Linked DNA regions of Sus scrofa: all the other regions are linked to region 2. Evidence: chromatin contacts called from public HiChIP or PLAC-seq and promoter capture Hi-C data. All regions are on one chromosome and are shown on one strand. The core of a region is the stretch at or near the end of the contact, and the rest is flanking DNA. Distances in the headings are between cores, read along the strand shown. Region 1 holds the start of KCTD10 (BTB/POZ domain-containing adapter for CUL3-mediated RhoA degradation protein 3). Region 2 holds the start of UNG (uracil-DNA glycosylase). Region 3 overlaps CORO1C (coronin-1C). Region 4 holds the start of CORO1C (coronin-1C). Region 5 holds the start of SART3 (squamous cell carcinoma antigen recognized by T-cells 3).

Region 1 (2,700 bases), core at 27-2,526, 320 kb after region 2:
GAACAACTGCTTTGTGCTTCCTTCCCCTCAGGTGGAACTTATTTTGCACAAAATACTGTCGTCCTAAGTCAAATACAGGTTGAATCTTTTTTTTTTTTTTTTTCTTCAGCATTGGCCTTGGTACTAGTGTGCCCTAAAGACTGCACTTTCCAGGGAGGAGCCATGGGACAAACAAGTAAAAAGAGAATGTGGGTTGAACTTTGGTCATTCCCACCCAGGGAAAAAGCTATTCGAGGAACAGACCCTTGATGGCTTTCAAGCACAGAGAAACCACCCCACAGCTAGGAGATGGACTGTGAGACACCCCAGCTCCTTAGGCGTGACCACCTTGGACCTTGAGGGAAAGGACTAGATAGGTACCCAGGAGCCAGATAAGGGGCTGGACTGCGTGGCGAAGGGACCCTGACTTCAGACCCCTGGCAATCCTCCGCGGAGTTCCCAAGACCCAGCGCACACTCGCCCGTGGGCTCCCTCCATTTATTTCCTCCACTCCACTGGTTCAGGGGTTCAGACGTACCTGGAAGCCACTTCCCCGAAAACCATTACCTTCTACCTCAACTTCCAAAGCTCCCTCAAAGCTCCGCTCCTAAGGATCCCACTTCACCCTCTCATAACCAACCCATCTCTCCTTCACAACCCTCCCCAAATTCTCATTTTCCACCCCAAATGTCCGTCTTCAATAACATCTCTTTGTTCTCTCTTTAATCACCAACTCCCATTTCCAAACAGCCCTAAGACTCAGAGACTGCCCTCTCTACTCACCCGCGCATATATTCCCAAGCCCAGATGCCCTTTCCAGGATCCCCAACAGCCAGGGACACCCCCCCTACACACACACACAATTTTCTCACGTACAGTTCTCCGTCCAAAGCCCTTCCCCCACCCCGGGCTCTCCCCGCATCCTAATGCTCCCACCGCCTCTCCCCTACCGCAGCTGCCCCTCAGCGCACCCCTCCTCTAGGTCTCTGCCCCCTCTACTACGCCTCTGTCCTGCTCTCTCCGCTGCCTAGAGCCCCCAGTCTATGGGCACCGCCCTCCTTACCATGAAAAGTCGGAGGACGCCGGAGTCTCCAAACCCGGACTGAAAGAGACAGGAAACACCCAGTTCGCGTGAGCCGGGGGCGGAGGTGGGGCCGGGGCGGGAACTTCCGCTCTCTGCACCCTCCTTCCGCCCCGCAGAGGGCACTTTCCTAAAGGATCCGGTGTACCCCCAGATATAGGATTCCTTCCTTCCAAATTCCTCGGTTCGAATACGCTGCATCTCTTCTCGGACGAGTCAGGAATTTATCCTGCTCCTGAATCATCTGTTTTGCCAGCTTACAGAGAGGAGGACACGATGTATGGAGGTTTTCCTTCCCGAACGCAGAAGCTCTAAGGAACTTTCGTTTCCCGGAACCGAATAGCTGTTTCCCGACGGAACTCTCATGGAGAACACCCCGGGGCAAGATGGCGGTCTGGCCGCGGCCGCTGCCCCGGGTCTGGTACAGCTCGGCAGTTTGGGGCTGAAGCTGTGGTCACTGCGGCCCCGACCTCTAGCACCGGGGCCTCGAGCGGATAAAGGTCTATGGCCTGCGGGTAGCGAGTGGGGACAGGGTCTTGGGTTCTCCGGGGGCTGGGGCCGGGGACTTGGAGGGAGGTGGCCCGGAGGCCCGAGTCCCTGCTTTGCCTGGTCGGAGGGGCAGGTGCTGGGGGCTAGCTTTCGGGCTCCAAGGGTGTCTCTTCGAGTCCTTTTTACCTCTGGGACAATAGGCCTTTATAATCGGACTTATCCTGGGTGGAAAAGACTTGTTATTGTCGTTGTCGATGCTGAGAAAAGACGCCGGGCCTCAGGAGTCATCCAAACCGGAGTTTGAATCCTACTTATTCTGACCTTGGGTAAATTCCCTCTCCTCTCTGAGCCTTACTTTCCAACTCTGTAAAATGGAATAATGAGCTCGTGCCACAGAGGGTGATGTGTAATTCAAATTTTAGTACTGTGCCTGACACTCGGCTCTCAATAAAAGCAGCTGGTGTTAATGATATCAATAAAGAAAAACTTGGTAGTGATCTAACTTAGCCCCACAGGCAGCCTTACATTCTCGACTTTTCTTTGCCTTCTGTGAATAGGGGGTCCCTGGGTCTTCGGTATTTCACTTAAAATAAATGATCCTTTGGAGTTAGGAGTGGATTCAAATTCAGGGACCTAGAGAGCTCTGGCAAGACATGTCCCTTCTCTGTGTGAAGGTGGGATTGAAGATAGCCTGCAGGGGAGTTCCCGGTGTGGCGAAGTGGTTAATGAATCCGACTAGGAACCATGAGGTTGCAGGTTCGATCCCTGCCCTTGCTCAGTGGGTTAATGATCCAGCGTTGCTGTGAGCTGTGGTGTAGGCCGCAGATGCGGCTTGGATCCCCTGGTGTCTACAGCTCCAATTAGACCCCTGGCCTGGGAACCTCCATATGCTGTGGGAGCAGCCCAAGAAGTAGCAAAAAAAGACCAAAAAAAAAAAAAAATAGCCTGCACCTACATAGGTTGTAGCCTTCAATAAATGATAGCTATTACTATTAACAGTCCTGTTGCTTATTCTTAAGAAAATTAGACTCTTGAGATCTGATAGAGCTTTTGGAAAAACAGAAGGTGGTTAAATATCTATAGATGTCTGATACATGGTCCACTCTTAACAGATGGTTATGGTCATTCAACCTGGCTGGCCAGTCGTTTCC
Region 2 (2,700 bases), core at 201-2,700:
AATACAAATAATCCACTCATGTATGAACTCTTGTGTGAATATAGTTTTTTTTTTTTTTTTTTTTTTTGTCTTTTGCCTTTTCAGGGCCGCACCCATGGCATATGGTGTTTCCCAGGCTAGGGGTCTAATCGGAGCTGCAGCTGCCAGCCTACACCACAGCCACACCAGATCCGAGTCGCCGTCTGCGACCTACACCACAGCTCATGGCAACGCCAGATCCTTAACCCACTGATGGAGACCAGGGATTGAACCTGCAACCTCATGGTTCCTAGTCAGAATCAATTCCATGCGCCACGATGGGAACTCCTGAATATAGATTTTAATTTAACTTGGGTAAATACACAGGAGTGGGATCGCAGGGGCACACTGTAAGTGTATGTGTCATTTTATACAGCACTGTGAAATTTTTCAAAGTGGCTTTTATTTTATCATTTGAAAAATAATTGAAAATTAAGAGCCTCTCTTCTTCTTACACATCAAGCCCCTTGTTCTAGGCTCTGAAACACAACAGTAGCAAGGATAAAGTCCCTGCCCTCACACAGGTTACATTTTGGAGATGGAGACAGAAATAAACAAGGAAAGAATAAATAATTTTAGAAAGAACAGAAGCTACAAATAGAGTGACCTGCTAGAAAATGGGGCAGGAGAAGGCCCTTTGAAAGTGGGGTCTTGAGCTGAGACCTGAAATTTTCCAGATAGAGAGGCAGTTTGTGCAAGGTGTAAAGACCACACAAGGGGTGCCTGTGAATATGCTGAGAGCCAGCTTCATCGTGTCACCGGGACGGGGGTGGGGTGTCAGCAGCCTTACCAGCAGGGTAAGAAGCAGGGATTTCATTCCAGGCATGTTTGGAAACTATACAGTTTTAACCTGGGGATTATTAAAGGGTAGTTTACATTTCAAAAAAGATGACTTGGTAGTAGCCAGGAGACAGAGCGGCGTTTGACTTTATTTTGGAGATATAACCAAGACTACATGTGATGGTTTGGATGTTCCCCGGAGAAAGGAAGAGACTTGCAGGTACTGGGGGTGAATGGTGGTGCCTTTGGGAGGGTGACTGGTTTTAAGTTTAATCGTCCTAACCTCTATTAAAGTCTCCCCCAAACCTTACAGGTTGGGCCTCTGGGCCTTAGTTTGTCGTCAGTAAAACAGGTGGTGAAAATTGGATAATGTTTTTGAATGCAAAACTTGAATGCTAATTTCATTCCCACAACAACCCTAGGGGAAGGTACTTTTATCTTCTTTTTGCTTCTGAGAGGTGGAGGGACTTGCCCAAGGCAGAGGTAAAATGAATAGGAATAAAGAAACAAAGTACAGAACTGAATCGAACCGAGGAGCCCCGCCCACTCCAAACAGTTCACAGCCCCATGTTGCCCCAGGGCCATGGCTCAGGAGCCCCTCCCGCACATGCGCACTAGACCCTCTACAGCCCCCCGCCCAGACCGCAAGTCGGAGCATGCGCGGGCCGCTTGGCGCCAACTGCTCATCGCTCCAGCTGGCGCCAACCTCGCGGGTCTCCTGGCGTCGCGCTCTCGCTCCCTCCTCGGCTCCAGTATGATTGGCCAGAAGACGCTCTACTCCTTCTTCTCCCCGAATGCCTCCGGGAAGCGACGTGCCTGCAGCCCCGAGCCAGACGACCTGGGGACTGGCGTGGCTGCAGTAGTCGAGAATGGGGATGTGACGGTGAGGCGCGGCGGGGGCCGCTTATGGGCCCGGGGCAGGGGAGAGAAGGGAGGGCGAAGAGGGTGAGGAGGGTGATGAGGGCGAGGAGGCTGGCAGCCCCTGCGCGACTTAGGAGTTGCAGGAACGTATCCCTGACTGGGTAAGCTGGGGCCTCCACGTGTTCAAAACAGCCGCCTTGGTGCCCAGACGGCGGCCATGGTGAGGGATCAGCCAATGGGGGCGACCCTCGGGGACCATGTCACCATTCAGAAGCGAGGGGGCGGCCCTGCTGGGCCGGCCCTCCAATCAGAGGAGGGAGGGCGGGCCCTCGAGGAGAGGTTTTGCCGCGAAAAGGCCACGTGGGGACGCGAGTGGCGGGACCCGCGGGGAGGCGGGGCGTCTGGGTGCCCGGCCCGCCTCCCCGCGAGCTCCTCCCGGAACGCCGCGGTCCCTCTTCTAGCCATTCTCCCGCCCTGTTTTGGTGCCAAACTCGAAATTTGGGGCACCAGCCTGCTAGTGCCGAACTGGGATCAGCTCTGGGTTCCCAGAGTCCAGTTTTGCACAGACCTACGCGGTAGGGCTGAAACCCTACGAATGGGTGTTCTTTGCCCTGGGCTGTTGGGTTGGGGGCGGAAGTTGCGGGCCCCTGGGGGAGGCCTTCTGCAGCTGGTGACCCGCCTCTGCGGGGACCACTTGCAGGCCAGCTCCGTCAAGAAGATCCGGACAGGGCAGGAGGAGCCCGGCACGCCGCCCTCGTCGCCACTAAGCCCCGAGCAGTTGGCCCGAATCCAGAGAAACAAGGCCGCTGCGCTGCTCAGGCTTGCAGCGCGCAACGTGCCGGTGGGTTTTGGTGAGAGTTGGAAGAAGCACCTCAGCGGCGAGTTCGGGAAACCATATTTTATAAAGGTAATCGTTCAGGCTGCGGGCCCTTTATCTTGTTCATATAGCCGGCCAAGCCTACGTTTTAGGATACTGCCTTCGTGATCTCCTTTTCCTCGTTCAGCGTCCTTTTTACGCTAAAAGGGAAAAATACAGCCATG
Region 3 (2,700 bases), core at 94-2,593, 370 kb before region 2:
CCTGGCCTCCCCTAACCCCTCCCCCAGACCACTGCCTCTCTCCACCGAAAGGGGCAGACTCTGACCCAGGCCCCTCTCCCCTGGGGGAATGGGCATCTGCTACCATCCATCATTACCTCTTTGCTTTCACCCTGATACGCACCATTTTTATTCAAGGATTTATGATCAGTAAAACTGCTCCACACTGAACTTGGTTATCTGAATATAAAACAGGACTAAAATTTTGAACAGAAGGAACAGAAAACAACTAATGATTTGATCAAAGCACAAAGTCGGGAGAGGAACAATTATGAAACAGGACTTTGGTGACTCAACAGGAAATGCATTTTGCAAGACGAATTCTGACCCACGCTTACAACAGAAAGAGTAGTGATATACCACCTGACGCCTCCAGATGGCAGTGTGACCACTGGCTGCTGGATTTTTCCCACAGGGATCGTAAAACCTTCAGTGCCTGACCCACCATGATTAAATAGTGCCTTTTCTAAATCCCTAATGAGGCGTGGAGTGATGGGAGGCTTTGGATATAACCAGCATTTCCTGCTTAAATATGAGGGTGGAAGTAGAGCTCATAACAGGACTTCATCTTCTCCTTTCTCTAGTTTCATCTTTTCCTTGGATTGCCAGGAGATTTTGATGGAGCAAAACGCTTATTATGCAATTTTGAAAACGAGAAACCTCTCTGTCCCTCCTCTGTCTCACTTTTGGCAGATTCAATGGTCTCCTCAACAAGGCTTATGCATTTTCATCCAGGCACCTAACCCATCTCACGATCTCAGTCACTCAGCCATGTAGCTCTTTCCTTGAGTAACCACCACAGCACAGGCCTGTTACCAGGCAAGGAGGGAAGGATAACACAGGCTCCGCTCTCAAGGGGTTTACAATCTAAAAAAGCAGAGGTGTCTATGAGACTGGAAGCCAGACAGCAAAGACAAGCAGCTGGCTGGAGCAAGGGCTCTGAAGCCAGAGACCTTGGTGCAGATCCTGCCTGGGGCCTCTTACTGTGATGGTCCTGGGCAAAGAGCTCAACATCACTGCGCAGGGAAGAATCAGGACCTGTACTTCCTAGGGCTGCTTTGAGGATTAAATGCATTAACACTGCCTGGCACACAGTCACCTCCAATGCAGTGCAGGGGTGAGGAATATCCTGATTCTGCTATCAGCTGCAGGACCTTGGGGACATTCACCTAAACATTTGGGGCTTTGAGTTTCCTCATCTATAAAATGAGTCTATAATAATGAACCTGTCCTCACTGGGCGTGTCTGGAGACCAATGTGGTAACATGAATACAAAGCACTCAGAATAATGCTAAGGCAGGCTGTGGGTTAAGTGTTAGCTGTGGTTATTACATGTCCTTTTCACTAGGAAACCACAGTCTACGTCACCAGTGTGACGCTCGGGTAAGCTCAGTGCTGAGTAAAAATTAGGTTACCTTCTTGCTACCGAAGCTTGGTACATCCAGGAAGGCTCCCGGAGGAGACAACCTCTAAGGATGAATAGGAGTTAGGTGACAGGTGGAAGCAGGAAAGATGAAATGGGAGAAGGAAGGAAGGAAATCAAGTATCCAGTTTAAAAGCAAAAAACACAGACGCAGAGAGCAATTTTCTAAAGAGTAGATGCTCCAAAAAGGCTGGCTGAGGGGCATGACGGGGAAAAGCACCACGTATAAAAGACAACACAGGCACAAGGATTCCCACGGGAAGACACAGTGACAGCAAAGCCTGTGTGATGAAACGCAAAGACACCGGGCACTCTGGCCTGTGCTGGGAATAAAGGCAGCTTGTTCTCCAGTGGGCCTTGGGGAAGAGCCGCACATCTGTAAGTCCTTCCACACGAGGCCAACGCCCCCCTGGTCAGTGCCTGCTGGCCCTGTTCACAGGCCTGTTGTCACATGCTCTCTGCTGCTGCCAGGAATGGCCTTCCACAGACTGAAGAGGTCATGTGGAGTCCCATTCAGTCCCTGTCCGGTTTCTTGTGTGTAACCTGGGACACAGCCCAGGGTGGTGGTGGAAAGGACCTGACCTGGCTGTCAGAAGACATGGGCTCCTGTCAGGGCTGGACACCAACTGGCTACGTCAGCATTAAGAAAGGACCTTACTCCTGAAAGCCTTGACTTCCCTGCATGGTACTGGGGACAGCATCAGCTCTGCTTCCTCAGGGGTAACTGGAAAGGTCAAACGAGTTGAATCACGCTGCACCCCCAAGCACTACCCGAATGGGAAATACCGCAAACAGGGTGACCTTTGACAAAATCGTCACTCCTTGGGCCTGTGCTTCCTGAGCGGTAAAGCGGGACATACTCCTGCCTTATTGTGCTGTTAACAAGGATTAAATATAGTCACCACATAAAGGTTTCAAACAGCGCGTGGCAAATAAAAAGATCTACTACATGTTCACCATTACTTTTCTTGCTATAACTGTGACCACTATGACCTCAACATGTATTTTACATCTGAATGTCAGGATTCTGTGGAATGAAATTAATTTGCCTTTAAATTAATGCAGCCCTGTACCCAACTACCTAATTTATGTCCAAGATATCCTATGTGTGAAAGCTCTAGCTAGTGCCTGGGCCAATTAGCACAAATGAGATCAGCTCTGATCTCTAGGCTGGTCCCTTAGCTTTTCTCAGCTCCACGGCCAGTTAGTACGTTAATACCAATCAGCTTTTGCAAAAACATATGTGGTGAGTAGAAAGG
Region 4 (2,700 bases), core at 15-2,514, 310 kb before region 2:
ACACTCCCAAAAAAGGACGGCAGGGCCAGCGCCTCCCTCCAAGAGGAAGCCCCTTTCTTCTCGGCTCCCCCGCAGCCTGCCACTTCCCCCAACACATTCAAATCATTTGAGAGACGGAGAGCTGGTGCTTGCGCGCCCGTACGCACAGGCGGGAGGGCTCGGTTCTGCATTTCCACCCTCAACATCTGAGCTCATCCTCAGTCATTTAGGCGCAGCGGAGCCCCACCTGCACCGCGCTCCTTTTTGCTGCGTCCCTCGCCAGCTGCTCCGCTATTAGGGGAGCGTATCTCTGAATCCTGGGTCCAAGCGGACGCTCCAGGCCCCCGACCCTATAGCGTTCCAGCCCCGTTCTTCCTCTCCCAACCCTCGCCCCCTCCCAGCCCAGCGCTCCCACCATGGGCTTATCCTCTTCCCAAGCCGCCCCCACCCACATCACTCCAGCTCTTGCCCCGCCCCGCCCTCCTCGACCCCCAATCCAGCTATTAAGGGCCCAGAGCCCAGCTCGTACCCCAAAGTAGGAAACCCCCAGACCAGACCGCCGCCCTCGCCCCTCCTAAGCAAGGCCCAGCACGTCCCGGCCCCACGTGAGCCCAGCCCAGGGCCACCCCCCAACCCCCTAGCTCCCCAGGGCGACTCAAGCCCCGCCCCCAGGCCTGGAGCCCCCTGGCCCTGCGCCCTAGCCTCTGGCAGCCCCTCCCCACTCAAGACGCCACCCAACCAGGCGGATCCCTGACCCCTAAAAACCTCCCAGGGTAACCGAGTCCCTGCTCGGTTCCTCACCAGCCAGAAGGGTTCTGGGCCCCTAAAAGTCTCCCCTGGGCAGCTTCCTCACCATAAGGACCCGGGTTCACTCTCCCCATTCTGGGCACCTCGGTCCCCAACTCCTTTCCCAACCAAATCCCAAGGCTCCCGCAGCAGCCCCGACCCCTTGGCCCCAGCACACCCGCCCAAGCGGGCTCCTGGCCCAAGGATCCGCGCCGCGCGCGACCACTCCAGCTAACCCTGTCCTCTCCACCGGGCCCTGCCCCACGCCCCGCCGGCTCCTGTCAGCCAGCGCCAGCACATGCTGAGAGGACAGGGTCTGTCCGCCCGCCCAGCTCGTTCCCAAGCTGCCCCGCCGGGCGCGCGCAGCTCACCAGGGCCGAGGTGCCTGAGGCGCCGCCGCCGAAGTCCCCGCTGCAAAGCCCGGCGTAGCCTCCAACCGCTACCGCCTCCCGCCTGGCACTGAGCGCCGCGCGGGGGAGGGGCGCGGACAGCCGCCCCCGCCCCCGCCGCTGCACGCAGGCCCCGCCCCCGCGCCGCACCGCGTCCAACCAGGGCTGCCCGGCTACGGCGCGCCACGCCCACTTCCGGGAGGGGAAGCCCGCTTCCCAGCCTGTGTTCCACGCCTTACTCTCCCTAGCGCCGCTTCTGGTCGTGCCGAGGTATGCAGGTGGACCGCGGAGGAAGGCGGTGCCCAAGCGCACGCACCTCCCACTAGTCCTCTCAGTGGCCGAAAGGCCACGCCCACTGCTCCTCAGGACCAGGAGTGGTGTCCTTTAGAGCTCCGCCCACTGACCTGCTTGGCTCTGGAAGGCCACATCCCCCGGCTCCTCAAAAATTCCCCCCGAGTCTCTTAAAACCAGAACATCAGCTGCTGTGCACCCCGCCCACTGCCCCATCCAAACCCTTCGCCAGCCTCCTGGATCCCTAGGCCCAACTACTCTCTCATTCCTTCATAACCAGCCCCTTGTCGTCACAAACCCCACCCCAACTTCTAGAAGCCCCGCCCATAGCCTAGCAACCCTATTCGCGGTATCTCAAGTCCCGCCCACTGCCCGCTTTACAGCTTTAAAACTCCAAGCCCCGCCCAGAATTCTCGAGTCCCCGCCTCTGGTTCCCGAAGCTCCGCCTCTGCTGCCATTGCACCCTCCAACCACTTTTGTGGACTCCCGACGTTATGCTCCCCCTTCCACTATATTTGGTCACTTCGCTAGCACAAAGTGGGGGTCCCGGTGCTGTACCACACCAACATCCCCCACCACTACACAGGAGGGCCTTAAGGTCTTGACCCCATTTCGCAGGTGAGGAAATGAAGGATATAGGGTCCCTCCCTTCCTCTTCCTGGCCAAAGTCCCTCACTTAATAACTGGGCAGCCCAAGCTTAAAAGAGCACCGAGATTCTTTCTCTGCTGCAGTCAGACTGTGTATCCTGGGGCAGTTCCCTTCGTCCTCTTGGCCTGAATTTCTTCATCTATAGCATGAAGTTTTCCTCTTTATAACCAGAGATCATTTCTCAAAAACCAAGTTCTAAAATGCCAATATTTGGAGAAACTGGGCCTGATGAACTGAAATGACCAAGCAGACCATCTGAAAGGATAGGGCTTGCTTGCCCAAAGCAAGGCATCTTTGTTTTGTTTTTTAATAATTTTATTTTTTCCATTATAGTTGGTTTACAGTGTTCTATCAATTTCCTACTGTACAGCAAAGTGACCCAGTCACACATACGTATATATATTCTTTTTCTCACATTATCCTCCATCATGCTCAATCACAAGTGACTAGATACAGTTCCCAGTGCTATACAGCAGGATCTCATTGCTAATCCATTCTACAGGCAAGAGTCTGTATCTATTAACTCCAGATTCCCAGCTCATCCCACTCCCTCCCCCTCCCCCTTCCCCATGGCAACCACAAATCTGTTTTCCATGTCCATGAGTT
Region 5 (2,700 bases), core at 201-2,700, 470 kb before region 2:
GGGCTGCACCCTCTGACCTCTCAGGTGCCCTCTCTACACAACCATCCTGGAAAACTGGCCACTCCCCTCACCTCTTCCAGCCTAAAGGAGAACACTAAAGGTCCTGCTGTTACTAGCCCTGAGATACTGAACCATCACTCCTGACCTAGACACAGTAGTCCCTTTATTGACCTTTCTCACACCATCCTAATTTGAACGTGCCACCTGGGATCCTCCGGCTGCGATCCTGGATTACACAGAAGATACTGCCACCTGCATCTCATAAGGTAACTGCTAACACCAAGCCCTAGGCACTAATTACCGTTATGACAATTCAATGTGTGCGAATCCTTTCTCCCAATTTACAGAAGAGGAAGCGGAGGCTCAGGGAAATTAAGAAACTGGTCCAAACATATGCAGGTGTGTAAGAGCCAGATCTGGGTCTTGGCCTCCAGACGCTAAAATCTCTACCTCTCCATTTCTATTACCACCGTCACAGTCGCTATTTTCCCTACCACGCCACAGCCTATCATTGTCATTCCTACAGACAAATAATTCTCTCTTAAGAAGACAAATTTATTTCTACTGCTGGACACAGTTTAACAGTGTGGCTAAGAGTGGGAGTTCTGGAGTCGATTCGAAGTTCAAGGCCTGACCCGCCACCTGCAGGAAGTGTATTCTTGAGCAAGAGAATTCCCTCCACCAGGAGCCTCAGTTTCCTCCCGTAAAACGGGAAATACGCTACTTCCTTCACCGGGTCGTGTGAGGGTTCAACGGGATAACGGTTGCAAAGCTCCGATCGAGCGGTAAGCGCTTGAAGGTCTGGTTTGGCGGCCTTGGCGGCTTTATTCCCGCCGAAGACCGGGGAGGCGGGCCGGGGCCTAGGGACCCAAGGAAAGAAGCCCGCCGCCCACCCCGCGGCCCACCTGCTCCTCCAGTCGCTCGATCTCCAGCTGGTTCTTCTCCTCCTCTTCGTCGTACTCCCACTCGTACTCCCCGGGGGAGCTCTCGGCTGAGGAAGCCATGGCGTACTCCTCATCTCCATCGCTCTCACTCACGCCTTCCTCCTGCTGGTCCCACTCTGGCCCGATGGTCTTGTACGTCGCAGCAGCCACAGCCCGCGATAACACCTTCCTCCTCGTCCTGGCCGCCTTAGCCTCATCTTCTTCTCCCTCGGCCTTGGGCCCGGCCTTTGGCTCTGCCTCCGCTTCCGAAGCCGATGCTGCGGCCGCCGTCGCCATCTTGCGCTTCCAGTGCCTCCTGGGTCCTCACTCAGCCGCCAAAGACCCTCTGAAATAGGAGCTGCCCGCGGAGCGCGCCTGATCAAAATCCCCCTCTCTTGCCACCTAAAGAGAAACTGTGAGCCTCAGATGAGGGAAAAATCTAGAAATACAACAAATCTATGTCACTTTATATGCTTTTAGTAATTCTCCTTAAGGGTAAAAAACTCGCTAACAGGGCATGTGTTCCGCCACAACTCGGGACAGAAATTAGGTCCTTAGACAGGAAGTGGACGCCATAGAGGAAGTCATGGACAGAGCGTGATGATCGACGTTCAGTGTTTGGCGCCATCTTGAGAAGGTCAAAATGATTCTTGGCATAAACGGCTCTTACTGCCTGGTCTGACTTGGCGCGTAGTTCAGTCTCCCCAGCAACCGAGCCTCACATGCAGAGAAAAGTCCAAGTCCTCAGGGAAGGATCAATTGCACGACTCATGAGAAAAACTCATTTCCCCTTTATGTAATGCCTGGTGCCTAGTAGTTAGACACACACGTGAGTTTTCATTTTATAAGCTCCTGTTCTGTAACCCAACATTAATAAATCATATTATTAAGCATCTATTTAGAATCTCTTCATTGCCAGGCCTTGTCATATAAATTGTGTTTGCTTTTTAATAAAGGAATAGACATAAACGTAAATTTTTATTAAGTTTGGACAAAGTATTCGTTTAATTAAGCTTCCTATTTTTTGAGGTAGGAAAGTCTTGCTGTGTCTATTGCCTTTCTCTCTCGTTAGCAAGCTTAATTATGTCAGAAATTATGTCTGTTTTTGTTTGGGATCCCCAAAACACCCCGACACAAAGTGGACATTCAAAACATACTTGCTCAACGGGTGAAATAGTTGTCCTTGAATTAGTACACAAGAGATCAAGGTTTAGAAGGACGATGTCATTCGTCTAGGATCACACAGCCAGTAAGGAGCAGAGCTGGGATTCTAGTTGAGGATTGTCCAAGTTTGCATCCCAACTGAGTCTAACTCTCAGGGCAACCTCAGACAAGTTCCTAAACCTCTCTGACCCTCAACATTCTAAGCAGCAAAACAGGGCTAAGAAAGGTGGAATGGTTGATCCTCTGTGCCGCATTCCGGCAGTGGACTTTGTGAACATAAATTTGCGTCCGGAACTCCAGCCTGAAGCCCCTCAGACCCATAACCCAGCACGGAGGAAAAACCGTCCTGCGAATTCAGACCTTTGGGCTCCACGCCTCGCCGGACTCGGAGGGGCGTGGTCAAGGCGGGGCCAAGGCGCGGACTCAAGCACCGAGCGGGAGGGCGCAGGCGCAAAGTCGCCGGGACTTTAGAGGGGCGCGCTCCAAGCCGGGTGCCAACTCGTGCACGAGCCCCTCCCCTCGGTCTCGCGTTCGGCCTGCGCAGGCGCAAGTCCGCAAGATGGCGGCGGCTGGCGCCGGCCGTCTAAGGCGGGCGGCTTCGTCCTGCTGCTCC

Evidence for each region. Promoter capture Hi-C pulls out the DNA fragments that hold promoters and counts their contacts. HiChIP or PLAC-seq counts read pairs in DNA pulled down with a chosen protein or histone mark.
Region 1: an H3K27ac HiChIP or PLAC-seq map of alveolar macrophages shows a contact between it and region 2. The contact joins the promoter of KCTD10 here to the promoter of UNG in region 2. A contact is called at or near these places in 1 of 47 Hi-C or Micro-C datasets (heart right ventricle) and 1 of 2 datasets of contacts at active chromatin or transcription factors (alveolar macrophages).
Region 3: a promoter capture Hi-C map of fetal liver shows a contact between it and region 2, with 7 times the contacts expected there. The contact joins the enhancer-like site here to the promoter of UNG in region 2. A contact is called at or near these places in 3 of 5 promoter capture datasets (fetal liver, fetal skeletal muscle and liver), 14 of 47 Hi-C or Micro-C datasets (alveolar macrophages, embryonic fibroblasts, epiblast stem cells and 8 more) and 2 of 2 datasets of contacts at active chromatin or transcription factors (alveolar macrophages and skeletal muscle).
Region 4: an H3K27ac HiChIP or PLAC-seq map of alveolar macrophages shows a contact between it and region 2. The contact joins the promoter of CORO1C here to the promoter of UNG in region 2. A contact is called at or near these places in 1 of 5 promoter capture datasets (fetal liver), 2 of 47 Hi-C or Micro-C datasets (embryonic fibroblasts and liver) and 1 of 2 datasets of contacts at active chromatin or transcription factors (alveolar macrophages).
Region 5: a contact with region 2 is called in a promoter capture Hi-C map of liver, with 5 times the contacts expected there. The contact joins the promoter of SART3 here to the promoter of UNG in region 2. A contact is called at or near these places in 3 of 5 promoter capture datasets (fetal liver, fetal skeletal muscle and liver), 10 of 47 Hi-C or Micro-C datasets (alveolar macrophages, embryonic fibroblasts, heart right ventricle and 6 more) and 2 of 2 datasets of contacts at active chromatin or transcription factors (alveolar macrophages and skeletal muscle).

What each region holds. Positions count from the first base shown.
Region 1 is chr14:41,441,204-41,443,903 of Sscrofa11.1, reverse strand. KCTD10 (BTB/POZ domain-containing adapter for CUL3-mediated RhoA degradation protein 3) reads right to left here and starts at 1,276. Exons shown (of 7, transcript XM_013982975.2): 1 at 1,043-1,276. The coding sequence starts at 1,261. UBE3B (ubiquitin-protein ligase E3B) reads left to right here and starts at 1,152. Exons shown (of 28, transcript XM_005670735.3): 1 at 1,152-1,560.
Region 2 is chr14:41,756,591-41,759,290 of Sscrofa11.1, reverse strand. UNG (uracil-DNA glycosylase) reads left to right here and starts at 1,450. Exons shown (of 7, transcript XM_003132925.6): 1 at 1,450-1,681; 2 at 2,360-2,566. The coding sequence starts at 1,553.
Region 3 is chr14:42,126,099-42,128,798 of Sscrofa11.1, reverse strand. The region is part of intron 3 of CORO1C (coronin-1C); the gene reads right to left. Among named protein-coding and RNA genes, the nearest start is that of SELPLG, 31 kb to the left of the region's middle. Within about 2 kb of position 1,343, at least 44 of the 83 cell types and tissues checked have an H3K27ac peak or open chromatin away from gene starts, as enhancers often do. A contact at or near this core is called in alveolar macrophages, fetal liver, fetal skeletal muscle and 6 more, where this site is marked.
Region 4 is chr14:42,061,419-42,064,118 of Sscrofa11.1, reverse strand. CORO1C (coronin-1C) reads right to left here and starts at 1,264. Exons shown (of 11, transcript XM_001929345.6): 1 at 1,137-1,264.
Region 5 is chr14:42,222,502-42,225,201 of Sscrofa11.1, reverse strand. It overlaps SART3 (squamous cell carcinoma antigen recognized by T-cells 3), which reads right to left and starts at 1,450. Exons shown (of 19, transcript XM_005670755.3): 1 at 906-1,450. The coding sequence starts at 1,220. It overlaps ISCU (iron-sulfur cluster assembly enzyme ISCU, mitochondrial), which reads left to right and starts at 2,632. Exons shown (of 6, transcript XM_003359136.3): 1 at 2,632-2,686; 2 at 2,689-2,700. The coding sequence starts at 2,647.